2 separate regions of the Sus scrofa genome follow, and region 2 is linked to region 1. A link is a contact called in public Hi-C data. All regions are on one chromosome and are shown on one strand. Each heading gives the region's core, a stretch centred on a gene start, on an enhancer-like site or on the middle of the called end of the contact. The rest is flanking DNA. Distances are from core to core; before and after follow the strand shown.

Evidence for each region. Hi-C and Micro-C count contacts between places; a contact is called where the count stands out from the background.
Region 2: a contact with region 1 is called in a Hi-C map of skeletal muscle, with 6 times the contacts expected there. The contact joins two enhancer-like sites. A contact is called at or near these places in 2 of 47 Hi-C or Micro-C datasets (psoas muscle and skeletal muscle) and 1 of 2 datasets of contacts at active chromatin or transcription factors (skeletal muscle).

What each region holds. Positions count from the first base shown.
Region 1 is chrX:20,544,628-20,550,439 of Sscrofa11.1, forward strand. PDK3 (pyruvate dehydrogenase kinase, isozyme 3) reads left to right here. Exons shown (of 12, transcript XM_021080538.1): 3 at 939-1,010; 4 at 5,481-5,665. Among named protein-coding and RNA genes, the nearest start is that of PDK3, 61 kb to the left of the region's middle. Within about 2 kb of position 2,849, at least 3 of the 83 cell types and tissues checked have an H3K27ac peak or open chromatin away from gene starts, as enhancers often do. A contact at or near this core is called in skeletal muscle, where this site is marked.
Region 2 is chrX:20,701,498-20,707,309 of Sscrofa11.1, forward strand. The region is part of intron 1 of PCYT1B (choline-phosphate cytidylyltransferase B); the gene reads right to left. Among named protein-coding and RNA genes, the nearest start is that of PCYT1B, 39 kb to the right of the region's middle. Within about 2 kb of position 2,839, at least 2 of the 83 cell types and tissues checked have an H3K27ac peak or open chromatin away from gene starts, as enhancers often do. A contact at or near this core is called in skeletal muscle, where this site is marked.

The sequences.
Region 1 (5,812 bases), core at 1,599-4,098:
TTGGCCTGAGCTGTGGTGTAGGTCACAGACAGTGCTTGGATCTGGCATTGCTGTGGCTGTGGCGTAGGCCAGCAGTTGTAGCTCCGATTTGACCCCTAGCCTGGGAACTTCCATATGCCGTGGGTGCGGCCCTAAAAAGCAAATAATAATAATGTGTCCAGAAGCCGAGGGCCCAAGAGGCATTTTTCTCCTCCATTATGTGTTGAGGAAGTTAGTTTAACTCTGATAAGGAACTTTCTTTAGTTCTAAGTTCTTAGCATGCATGTCAGGGTCACACACATGCTTCTTAAATTTCAAATGCACTTTTTTAGGTAATCGAATTACAGACTTGGTGTATCAGTTAGGATATGTGTGTTAGCAAATAGCAGAAAACCCATCTAAACCTGACTTAAGCAATAAATTGGAACTATAAGATCTAGTCAGAGGATGAGCTTTTGGTATTGGTTTGATTCAGAGATTCACGAGATTATGAAGGTCTTGCTTTCCATGGGGTCGGCTTCATTTTCTGGCTGGATTTTCTCCTGGTGACAGAATAGTTGCAGCAGTTCCAAGCTTTACGTCCACACACCACACCGTCCCAAAGCAGAGTGAGTTGCTTTCTCTCCCAAAGACCACCCGTGAGTCTGCTCCCTTATTTTTCTGGCCTGAACTGGGGCCATAGTGTCCATTCAGGTGAATGTGAAGCTGTGACAGGCTTAAACCAGGACTATCGGACTAATTAGGAATTAGTGACAAGAGAAATAGAATTACCCAGAGAAAACCTGGGCTACTCAGGAGCTTTGCGTGGTATCAGCTTCCCCTGAAACACTTGGGCTACATGAGGGTGGAGGAGATTGGATGGCTATCTGGGCAGAAATTTAAAGTACTCTTACTCTTAGGAAGAGGGAAAGGAGGATGGGTGGTAGGTAGACAACTAACACAGTTTCTCTTTTTTTCAGGTATATGCAGAGTTTTCTTGAACTTCTAGAATATGAAAACAAGAGCCCTGAAGATCCACAGGTCTTAGATAAGTAAGTATGGTCCCCAACTTACCTCAAGGTCAAAATACCTAGGTAAAAAACGTTTTGGTAAATGGAACTCATGTCATTACAAACCAAGAAGTATAATTTGGATGAAAGTGTTAGGCTTCTTAATAGCTAACAATACTGCAGTTTTTGAAAATTCAAATTAAGAATTTAACATAATACCAGGAGAATTAATAACACTTCAAATTACTTCATGATCTAATTCTTTTTTTTTTTTTGTCTTTTGTCCTTTTTTTAAGGGCCGCACCCTCAGCATATGGAGGTTCCCAAGCTAGGGGTCCAGTCAGAGCTGTAGCCACCGGCCTACGCCAGAGCCACAGCAGTGTGGCATCTGAGCCACGTCTGCGATCTACACCACAGCTCAAGGCAACGCCAGATCCTTAACCCACTGAGCGAGGCCAGGGATTGAACCCGCAACCTCATGATTCTTAGTCGGATTCGTTTCTGCTGCGCCACAACAGGAACTCCATGATCTAATTCTTAATACTTCTGCTCCTGGTGAACTGGTGCTGGGCACTCACTATAAATATTGCAGTAAATGTTCCACCTAGTGGTCGTTTTAAGAATGCACTGGCTTCTGTGTATACATGAGTGTATCTATTTAGTCCTTTACGATTTATTTTTAGATTTTTTTTTTTCTCCTTTGACTGCCCTGAAGCCTGTAGAATTCCTAGACCAAGGATCAGATCCAAGCCACAGTTGGGATCTATGGCGCAGCTGTGGCAGTGCCAGATCCTTTAACCCTCTGTGCTGGGCCTGGGATCGAACCTGTGTCCTGGTACTGCAGAGACACTGCCAATCCTGTTGCACCATAGCAGGAACTCCTGTTTCTAAGTTTTCAATGCAATATTACATTGGAGCTCAGAGAAACGATGCTTTTATTTTGGAGCAGCATAAAAAGAGTGTGCTATTAATATGATGACCATTCTGAATTCTCTTGCTGCCATTATGCACAGAGACTGCTAAATTTTCATGCTGATGGAAAATATTTCTGGTGTTTCTTTTTCATTTAACCTAGCTCTTTCATTTAACAGAGCTGACCCTAGCTTTGAGTGGGGTCCCCCCCGCCAAGAGAAATTGACTATCCCCTTCATCTTACTTCCTCTTCTTTCAAGTACCCATCAGTGAATGCATATGGCAGGCCTGTTGTGCTGAGGAATTTTTTTCGAAGTAGAAACTTGGCCTACATAATTGTGACACCAGGTGCCTTACATGTAGGTGTTCCATAAAAAGAACGAAGAAACACCATGTTATATAAGTGACCTTAGCTCGAGGCATTTAACCCAGCTCTCTCAATTCACAGATAAGGAAACCGAGGTCCAGGATGTGATTTTCCCAAGCTTGTAACTTGAGTTAGGAGCAGGGCTGGATCTGTAAATCATGTTTCCTCTTCTTTGGTACATGGCTTTTTACAGTGTGTCATACAGCCAGGACTCCTTGACTAAGTCACCAGTAGCTAGCTCAAGTTGAGTTGTAAATGGAGATGCAAAGGGGGAAGAAAAGTCCTGGCCTGTTTTATACTCTGCTCGGTATTTGGTTGATGGGTTTATGAAATGTGGATTAGAGATCCAGCCGTGGTGTTTTCCTTGTTATAAGCCCTCGTTGTCATTTCAGTGACCACAGTTAAATGAATCAAATCCAGAAGCTTTGTTTTCTCCACAGTCATTAGCTAGTGACATTTTGGCCAATATCCTCCAAACTAGGGCTGACCCTTCTAGCTTCAAATTTTCGGATGTGGATTTTTGGCAGCCTGCAATATTAAATTTCTGCTCTTGTGTTTCCCGGAGTCCTGTTTCAGTTTCTGGAACAGGTTATCAGTCAGATGCAATTTATGGATGTGAGCCTGCTTTGGAAACTGCCAAGTGCTGGATCCAGTGTGTGCAAGATCCTAATGCTAATGGCTCTCGCTCAGTGAGTTTCGGGAACCTACCCAGGTTCATGAATCTAGTTAGGGGACGTGGGATTTCATGGGGAAGAAAGGACTGGGGAGTTCTCACGGTAGCCAGCCGCCTTTTCTGTTCAGTGAGATGTTATATAGGAGGCAAGCACAAGGAAGTCATTTAAAAAGAAAAGCAGCCTTGGTGGAGGATGTTTATCGTAATGATAAAGGTTAAAGGGCCCCAGAAGACTGGGGAAGTTTTCTGAGAATTGAACCCCTGAGGCAAGTCTCCTCCCTTCAGATAAGTGGAGGCCCTTTTCTGCTGTAATGAACGTTCTAGCTTAGAGATACTTAACTTACAAATAGGTTGGAAAGAACATTATGTAAAAGACAAATGGTCCATTAGAAAATGTCTTGTGAATAATTATGACCTTCTGGAGTTCCCATTGTGGTTCAGCAGGTTAAGAACCCAACTAGCATCCATGAGGATGCAGGTTCCATCCCTGGCCCTGCTCAGGGGGGTTAAGGATCTGGTGTTGCTGTGAGCTGTGATGTAGGTTGCAGATGGCAGCTCCAATTTGACCCCTAGTCTGGAAACTTCCATAGGCTGCAGGTGTGGTCCTAAAAAGAAAAAAAAGTAATTATGACCTTCTAATATCTGAGTTGATTTATTCATCTTTGCTGTCTTTGTATACATGTGTTTGTTCCAGAAATATTTCGTTGAGAAAATAAGACTTCATGTAAGTATGAAAAGAAAGTCACTCCAAATTACCATTACAAGGGGACAACCACTGTGAACGTTTCCCTCCCATCCATCCTTTTAATTAGGCATATATATTTCTATGTATAGAATTTATTTTTTACAAAAATAACAGTGTCAGCATTATAGCTCTGCAGCGGCATTATTAGTGGTTTCATAATGGTCCATCTGAAGATGTCATGTGATTTGACCTCCCATTACTGGGTTTTAGAATAGTTTGCAGTTTTCTTGCTACTACAGGCAGTGTTCTGAATAGCACCTCTAAAATACAGCTGTTGGCCTTGTAATCCGTTATTTGCCTAAAATCAGTTCCTTGGCAGTGAAGTGACTTGCTTTGGGCTTTTGATACATGCTGCTGAATTGCCCCTACCAATGCCTCTGTTATGCTCCTACACTCTACCTCACACTGGTTGTGCTTTGCCAGTCTGATTAGTGGAGGGTAGTGTTGCATTGCTTTAATTCGCTTTTCTTTTATTGTTTTGAAGGTGAGGTTATTGGTGTTGGCGTTTCCTCTAGAAAATTTTCCATTGATACCAAGCCCCTTGCCTAGTTTTCTGTTGGAGTGGTCATCTTTTCCTTTGCTAAGGATAGTAACTTTTGCGAATATATTTTTACCTGTCTTCACTTTGTTTTTTGACTTTATAGTGTGTGTCCCATAAAATTGCTGTAGTCCTCCATAGTCCTATCACTTGTTTCTTCATGGGTTCTGCCCTTGTTTTTTTTTTGTCTTTTTAGGGCTGCACCCACGGCATGTGGAGGTTCCCAGGTTAGGGGTCCAATAGGAGCTGTGGCTGCCAGTCTGTGCCACAGCCACAGCAACATAGGATCCTTAACCCACTGAGTGAGGCCAGGGATCAAACCTGTGTCCTCATGGATACTAGCTGGGTTCGTTAACTGCTGAGCCATGACAGGAACTCCTGCCCTTGGTATTAAACGTAGAACAGCCTTCCTTACTCCAAGGTTATATACTTATACACCTGGTTTTCTTTTTTCTTTTCTACGATTTCACCCTTTTATATTTTAATCTTTTAAACCACTTTGGGGCTTGAGGCTTAATATTAGAGGGTGACTTAAATTCCTAGCCAGCTGTCCCAACTAATTTTTCCCACTGACTTACATCGTCACTTTATCAATATGCTAAATTTTCACACATGTACGTACTCACTCACCCTTGGGCCTGGTTCCAAGCTTTTTATTTGGTTCCATTGACTTGTCTTTCTGTTCTTAGTTACCATGCTCAATGTATTTTTACCTCTGTACCTTGACAGGAATATACCAGAATACTTGAATAAGTTTGTCTTAATCACCCTTGTTCTATATACATTTCATCACGGTATTTTACTGCTGCAAAATTTTACTCTCAAAAACTTTGACGTTATTAATTTATTCATGGAAGCTGTTTCCCTGAGACTCCATAAATCCTTGGACATTTTTGGGATTGTCTTCATGTTGTCAGAAGAAATATTAATATGTTCTGCAGTTATGTATTCAGCACCCATTTATAGAACCTGTACTATATGTAACCACTTATCCATAAAGCTAGTGGGTTCCTAAAAAGGTATTTGAACATTTTTTTCTTCTCCAAAACCTTCTACTTTTTGTATGTATCTCTGAAGGAAGAGCTTCTGTAGAAAGTCTCAAGCAAAAGCTTGGGTAATACTTTAGTTTCTTGAGAGAACTTATAGCCTATAATGACGGTGCTGATTTGTCTAAAAATACCAGCAGGTAAATAGTCCCAAAACAGAGCTGGGAAGTGTTATGCATCAGCAAGTGAGATAGAAAGACTGACCATCTTTTTGGTTTCCTTCCCACACAGCTTCCTACAAGTTCTGATTAAAGTCAGAAATAGACACAATGACGTGGTTCCTACAATGGCACAAGGAGTGATCGAATACAAGGAGAAGTTTGGGTTTGATCCATTCATTAGCAGTAACATCCAGTATTTTCTGGATCGGTTTTATACCAACCGCATCTCTTTCCGCATGCTTATTAACCAGCACAGTAAGTTGGGTTTTCTTGGTCCACTTTCGAAAAAATAGCCAGAGTGATTTCTCCCAAATGTTCTCCATTTGCTTCACTTGTAATGGACTGATCTGCGTTTTTGTCTGCAGGAATTTCATTTCTAGTTGAGTTTTTCCTGAGTGCTAT
Region 2 (5,812 bases), core at 1,589-4,088, 160 kb after region 1:
AAAAATAAAGGCAAGAAAGGAAGGACCACTAATATCCAATTCTAATTTGCAAACTCTGGTGCCCTGTCTCTGTCAGCACAAAGTCTACAAGGTGTTCCAAAGGAAAAATACAAGTTGTTACAATCAAGAAGGGTGGCCTGGGTCTAGTGACATATTCATTTACTTTCACCTTATTGCAATATCATACGGGTCACCTGGGCCTGTATGAGTGCATTTGTGGATTATATAATCTAGTTTTAACAAGATCACAAGATCAGCAGGTGGCTTCAAATATTTCCTGCAGTGAAATAGGAAAGTAAAGATAATATAAGCACAGACCAACAACAAGAATGACAGAGCTGACCCTTCTGCTCTTTGTATAAGGGCTGCACCAGCCACATTACCAGGTGTGAACAACGACAGCCTCATCCAATTTGACAAGATGGCAGCTGACCCAAAAATTAATACAAAGACTATTTGAATAGTTCTCTTGCAGCCCAGGGGGTTAAGGATACAGTGTTGTCACTGCAGCGGCCCAGGTCACTACTGTGGTGCAAGTTCCATCCCTGGCCCAGGAATTTCCACATGCTGCGAGTGTAGCCAAAACAAACAAACAAAAAGACTATTTGAAATATGTGCTATCAGCATTAAACTTCACCGCGAGATATTAGCTACTGATGCAATGAATGAAGCTGTTATAATAACCATGATACGTTCAAGGGAAGCATCCAGAACATAAAGACAAACCTCTCTGATTTTTTTTCAGCAATGTTTCAAGATGTGTGGTAAGCAATCCAGTACTTCACAAAACAGTGTTCCATGTAATGATAATGTTTAGAAGCCTTTTTTCAAGTTGCTACAATTCAACAGAGAAAAACCAAAAGTCTCATACCATTGCAGAAACACCTGCTCTGTATGCCACAGTAAAACGGGCTGCTCTAATGTGTAGAAAAAAAAATGATGTCAAACTTAAACGCATTCCTTTGTCAGTAAATATATTTGGAAGACATATAGAAAACATTGCTGAAGATTGGAAGAAACAAGCATTAGAACAAATTATGTAGTGTGGGCGGTTTTCTATACAGTTGGATGGAAGCACAGATACTTCTAATGTCTCAGCTTGAGGTATTTGCTAGATTCTATTTCAATAATAAAACCCTTTTTTTCTGAACCACTAAAGATGTTCCAACAAAGAAAGATTTTCCAAAGAAGATTGGTTCTGCAAAGTGTATGACTTCCTTAATTTTATATATACATAAAATTATATACAAAATACATACATACATATATATATAACACAAACACAGAAAAACTGTGTAAGAATACCTGCCAATGAGGTGACTGCTTTACTCTTGGACCCTGATCTTCCATCTATTTGAGAAATATCTGTCTTCTTTTCATAGCCCTTCCTCTGTTGACTCTCAAAATGTTGTTTCTTGAGGTAACATCCTAGAAGCTTGTAGGGCAAAGTAGATGAATTTAACCAGATCTCATACAGAGATTAGCAGACATAGGGAGGATTCTAATTGCTTGAACTACAACTCCTCATTTTTCTTCCCTTTAAAAACCTCCCTGGAGCCACCCTGACAAGGATGGCTCAGGGTCAGTTATTTTCTACAATTTGCGGGATTATCCTGAGACACCCTTGCTAGTTAACCAATTCCATCCACGCCCTTCTGAGTCGGGGAAACAGTGAGACCAGGCCATTAGAAAATGCATATGGATGGGGCAGCATGGATTTTTAATTCACAGGTTACCTGATGAGGGCTTGACTGACTAGGGTCCTAGAAATAAGCCAAGTTTAGTTCAAGGGCTTACCTTTGTTCTCTCCCAGGCAGGACTGAGCACACTGCGGCTCTGTTAGCAGCCAAGCACTGTGATTGTAGGTTGGATAGGAGAGTATTCCTTAGAGTGTTATCTATGAGATCGCCAGAATTGTCTGCAAATGGGAAACCTATCAGAGAGTGCACACCCTCTATTACGGTGGCCAGAATAAACTTAGTCTTCAAGAATAATATCCATACACCAATGAGGGCAGACCCTAAGTGTGTGACTGAGTAAACTTTCACAAGCTGAACACACACAGCGTCCAGATCAGGTAACCCACCAGTGCCAGCATCCAACTTGTGCTCCTTCCTCTGTTGACTTTGAACATCATAGTTTGCCTAAGTTAAAAAAAAAAATGTGTAATAGAGGAGTTCCCATCGTGGCGCAGTGGTTAATGAATCCGACTAGGAACCATGAGGTTGCGGGTTCGATCCCTGCCCTTGCTCAGTGGGTTAACGATCCAGCGTTGCCGTGAGCTGTGGTGTAGGTCACAGACTCGGCTCGGATCCCGCGTTGCTGTGGCTCTGGCATAGGCTGGCAGCTACAGCTCCGATTCGACCCCTGGCCTGGGAACCTCCATATGCCACAGGAGTGGCCCAAGAAATGGAAAAAAAAAAAGTGTAATAGAAATGGAATCATGTAGTGTATATTCTTCTGTGTCTGGCTTCTTTGATTTCATATTGTTTGTGAGACGCATCCCTATTTGTGCGGGTGGTTCTGGACTCTTCATTCTCCTTGCTGTGTAGCATTACATGGTGTAAATACACTACAGTTTTGTTATTCTACTTCTGCTGGGCATTTGGGTAGTTTCCCCTTCGAGGTTATTATGAATAATGCTGCTAAAGACATCCGAACACCAGTCTCTGGAGGCCAGATGTGCATGTTTCCTAGGAGTACAAGTGCTGGGTCAAATATATTTACTTTGAATTTCTAAATTTACTACTAAGAGCCTAGACATCTGATCTCTTTCCACTCCTGGTCCTGAAAGCAGCAAATGTGACACAGGAGAGCTAAATACAGCACTTCTCCAAGTGCAGTCAAACACATCTTGTTTCTAAATCACCCGAGAGCTTGAGCAGGTGACCCCTGCTCACGTATGTGGGAAAACTGTGAGTCGTGGCAGCAGGGGCTTTAAAAATCAGACAAATTTAATTTAAACCCCGGCTTTATCAGTTAGCATTTGATCTTTGGGGAATTACTTAATGCTTGCTTTCCTTATTTCTCACATGGGGAATAGATCTTATTTCATAGGTCTGCAGCCTGGTGAAACGAGATAACCCACGTAAGGCATCCGGCACAGTGCCTGACAATATGCACCATAAAGATTGTTCCATTCCCCCACCTGCCGACGGAGGAAAATAAGTGAGACCTCTAGACTTGAAGCCCGTACAGAACCATGACCTTATAGCTGAACAATCTGGAGGTACAGTACAATTTAGTATTAGGTGCCTGTGCCTACAATCTCAGGCCCACTAGAGATGAAGCACAGAAGCCTGTGAGTGCCAGGAGCGGGCTTTCAACAGCCCTTAACCTATTGTTGTTGTTGTTATTGTGGCAAACAAAAAAGCCAAGTCAAAGACTTTGGTGAGAGGAGATGCTAAGAAAAGGAATCCTGCTCAGCGGGCTGGCCCCACGTGGCCCCACACATTATGACGCAGGCACACACTCTCGGGGCTTGCTGCTTTGTTTTCCGATCACTGAGCTTTCAAGTGTGCCTTCAAGACTGTTGAGTGCTAAACTGTTTCTTTATCCCCAAGCAGGGTCAGCTTCCCCAGCCTCCCATACAACGTGATGCATGCTGGGATAATGAGGAAGGTAGGAGTGTTAAAACAATAATGCTATGGTCTGAGACCAGCAACGCGTAATCAGATCCTAGCAAGGTAGCGGCTTTACCTGGGAGATTGTTCAAAGAAAACGGGCCTAGCTTGCAATTACTTCAGTTGTTCTTACCTTCCTTGCTCTCTCCTTTTCATCCTGCCTCCAGTAATCAGATAGAATTCATCTGTCTACATTTATTTCACTAAGGGGCACCAGGAAGCTTCTCGTGGGCACCAGTGAAGGATACAAGAGTCACAGGATTGTGGCCTGACCCACTGTTGGATTTAAACCCCAAATATAAGTCCTAGATGAGCAGCATCAGCTAGAGAAAGGCCGCCACAGTTCAATGCCATACTGCTCTGCCTCAAGGAAAACTCAATATTTTAAAGTTCAGTATTATAAAATAAATCAATTAGGAGGCTATTGTTCACATTAAAAAGAGATTCAACACAGGTTTCTTTGAACAATGACTAAAACATTCAATGTATGATTCAGAATACATTCAACCAAGCATCTGAAGTATAAAGTGGAAGACAAAGTGGCTCATATGACATTAATATAAAGTTCCAAATTATTTTGTGAACATTCATTATGCATATTTAGCCAATGTGTCTTACCATAAGATCATTCAAGCTGTTTTTACTCAAAATGGAGTAAAAATCAAAGGGAGGTAAGAAGTGGGTAGCCCTGATGTTTGATGAGCATCAGATCAAACAGAGCACCCTGTGGTGAGGCACGTTCCACGGCTCTGAAAGCTAGAATCACAGTCTTAGAACTGGAAAAGATCAGCTACCCAACCCAGAGTAGGTGACAGAATTGAGGTGCGGAGAGGAGAAGTGATTTATTTGCTCAAGCCCATGCAATAATTAAGTCAATGGCAAAGCTGATGTTGGAATGAGATGGTGGGTTCCAGCAAGCAGAGACTTGTCTTGCCAGGACCTTGCCCTTCGGTTATGGGCCAGCCCAGTGCCCCTGGAGCTACAGATCTGGATCTGCCTTGATTTGGGGGGGTTGCTATGGAAGCCTGGAGGCCATAAAGAAATAGATCCATTTCCTCTCATCAATAGCAAGCACACCTCATCAGGAACCACTCAGCCTTTCCACCTTCCCCTACCACCCTTTCCCCCACCCCACCCCAGCCTGGAGGCCTGTGGCCAAGAAATAGCCTAGGGTTGGACCCAACTTCCCAGGCTATCCCATAATTACAATTCTGCACTTACCAGAAGCAAACACCATGGCTTGGCCTCCACCTTCAGAGAAAACAGAAGCTATCAGATAAGAGAGGCTTTTAACCTTCACTACTCTTTCCCTTGTAACATATTCTTAATCCTAAATACCCTTACCAGCTTCCTGACCACCATGCTGGGAGAAGCGTCTCTTTGCCCACCTGAAGTTAATTCTTCTACTCGTGAACTGGAGCCCAACCTCTCCAGTCTAAGGGCCATTCCCCTCATTAATTTTCCCCATCGCTTCCACCTTCTACCACTGACTCTTTCCCATTTATGTTTAAGGGCAAGTCACTACCATGTTAAAAGAATGAGCCAACCAAAAGTTTTGGCATCGTGGATGGATGGAAGAAAAGAAGAATGGAGGGAAGTACAAAAGAAAAAAAAAGAAGAGGAGAGAAAAGCTAGCCTCTCTCAATCTTAAACCCTGATTTATCCATCTTTGAGTCCTACCCATTCTATAGGCTTATCCTCTCAGTCAAACTTCTACTTGCCCACCTCCTAAAAGCTCTTCGACCTGTGTGGCCTCTGCTTACACCACTTCACTGAAACATCACCGCTGACATCATCTTTCTAAATCCAAAGGAGACTGTCCCTTGTGATCTCATGAGATCTCTCGGCTGCATTGGGTTCTATTGGATAGTCCCTCCACAGAATGTACCTAGCCCTTGGCACCCCCATCTCTCAGATATTTGAGATCTCTGTCCTCTTTTCATGATCCTTCCTCTATTGGCTTGTTAAATGGTATTCCTAGAAAGGCACTGGGATAAAGTAGATTAATTTAACCAGATTTCATGTAGAGACAGGCAGGTATAAGGAGACTTCTAATAGATTTAATTATAGCTCTTCTATTTTACTCCTTCTAAGAAGCTGATAGGATGGCTCAAGGTCAGTTAATTTCTAAAATCACCCTGTAGTAGGATTATCCTGAGGCACTCTTGCTAGTTAACCATTTCCATACA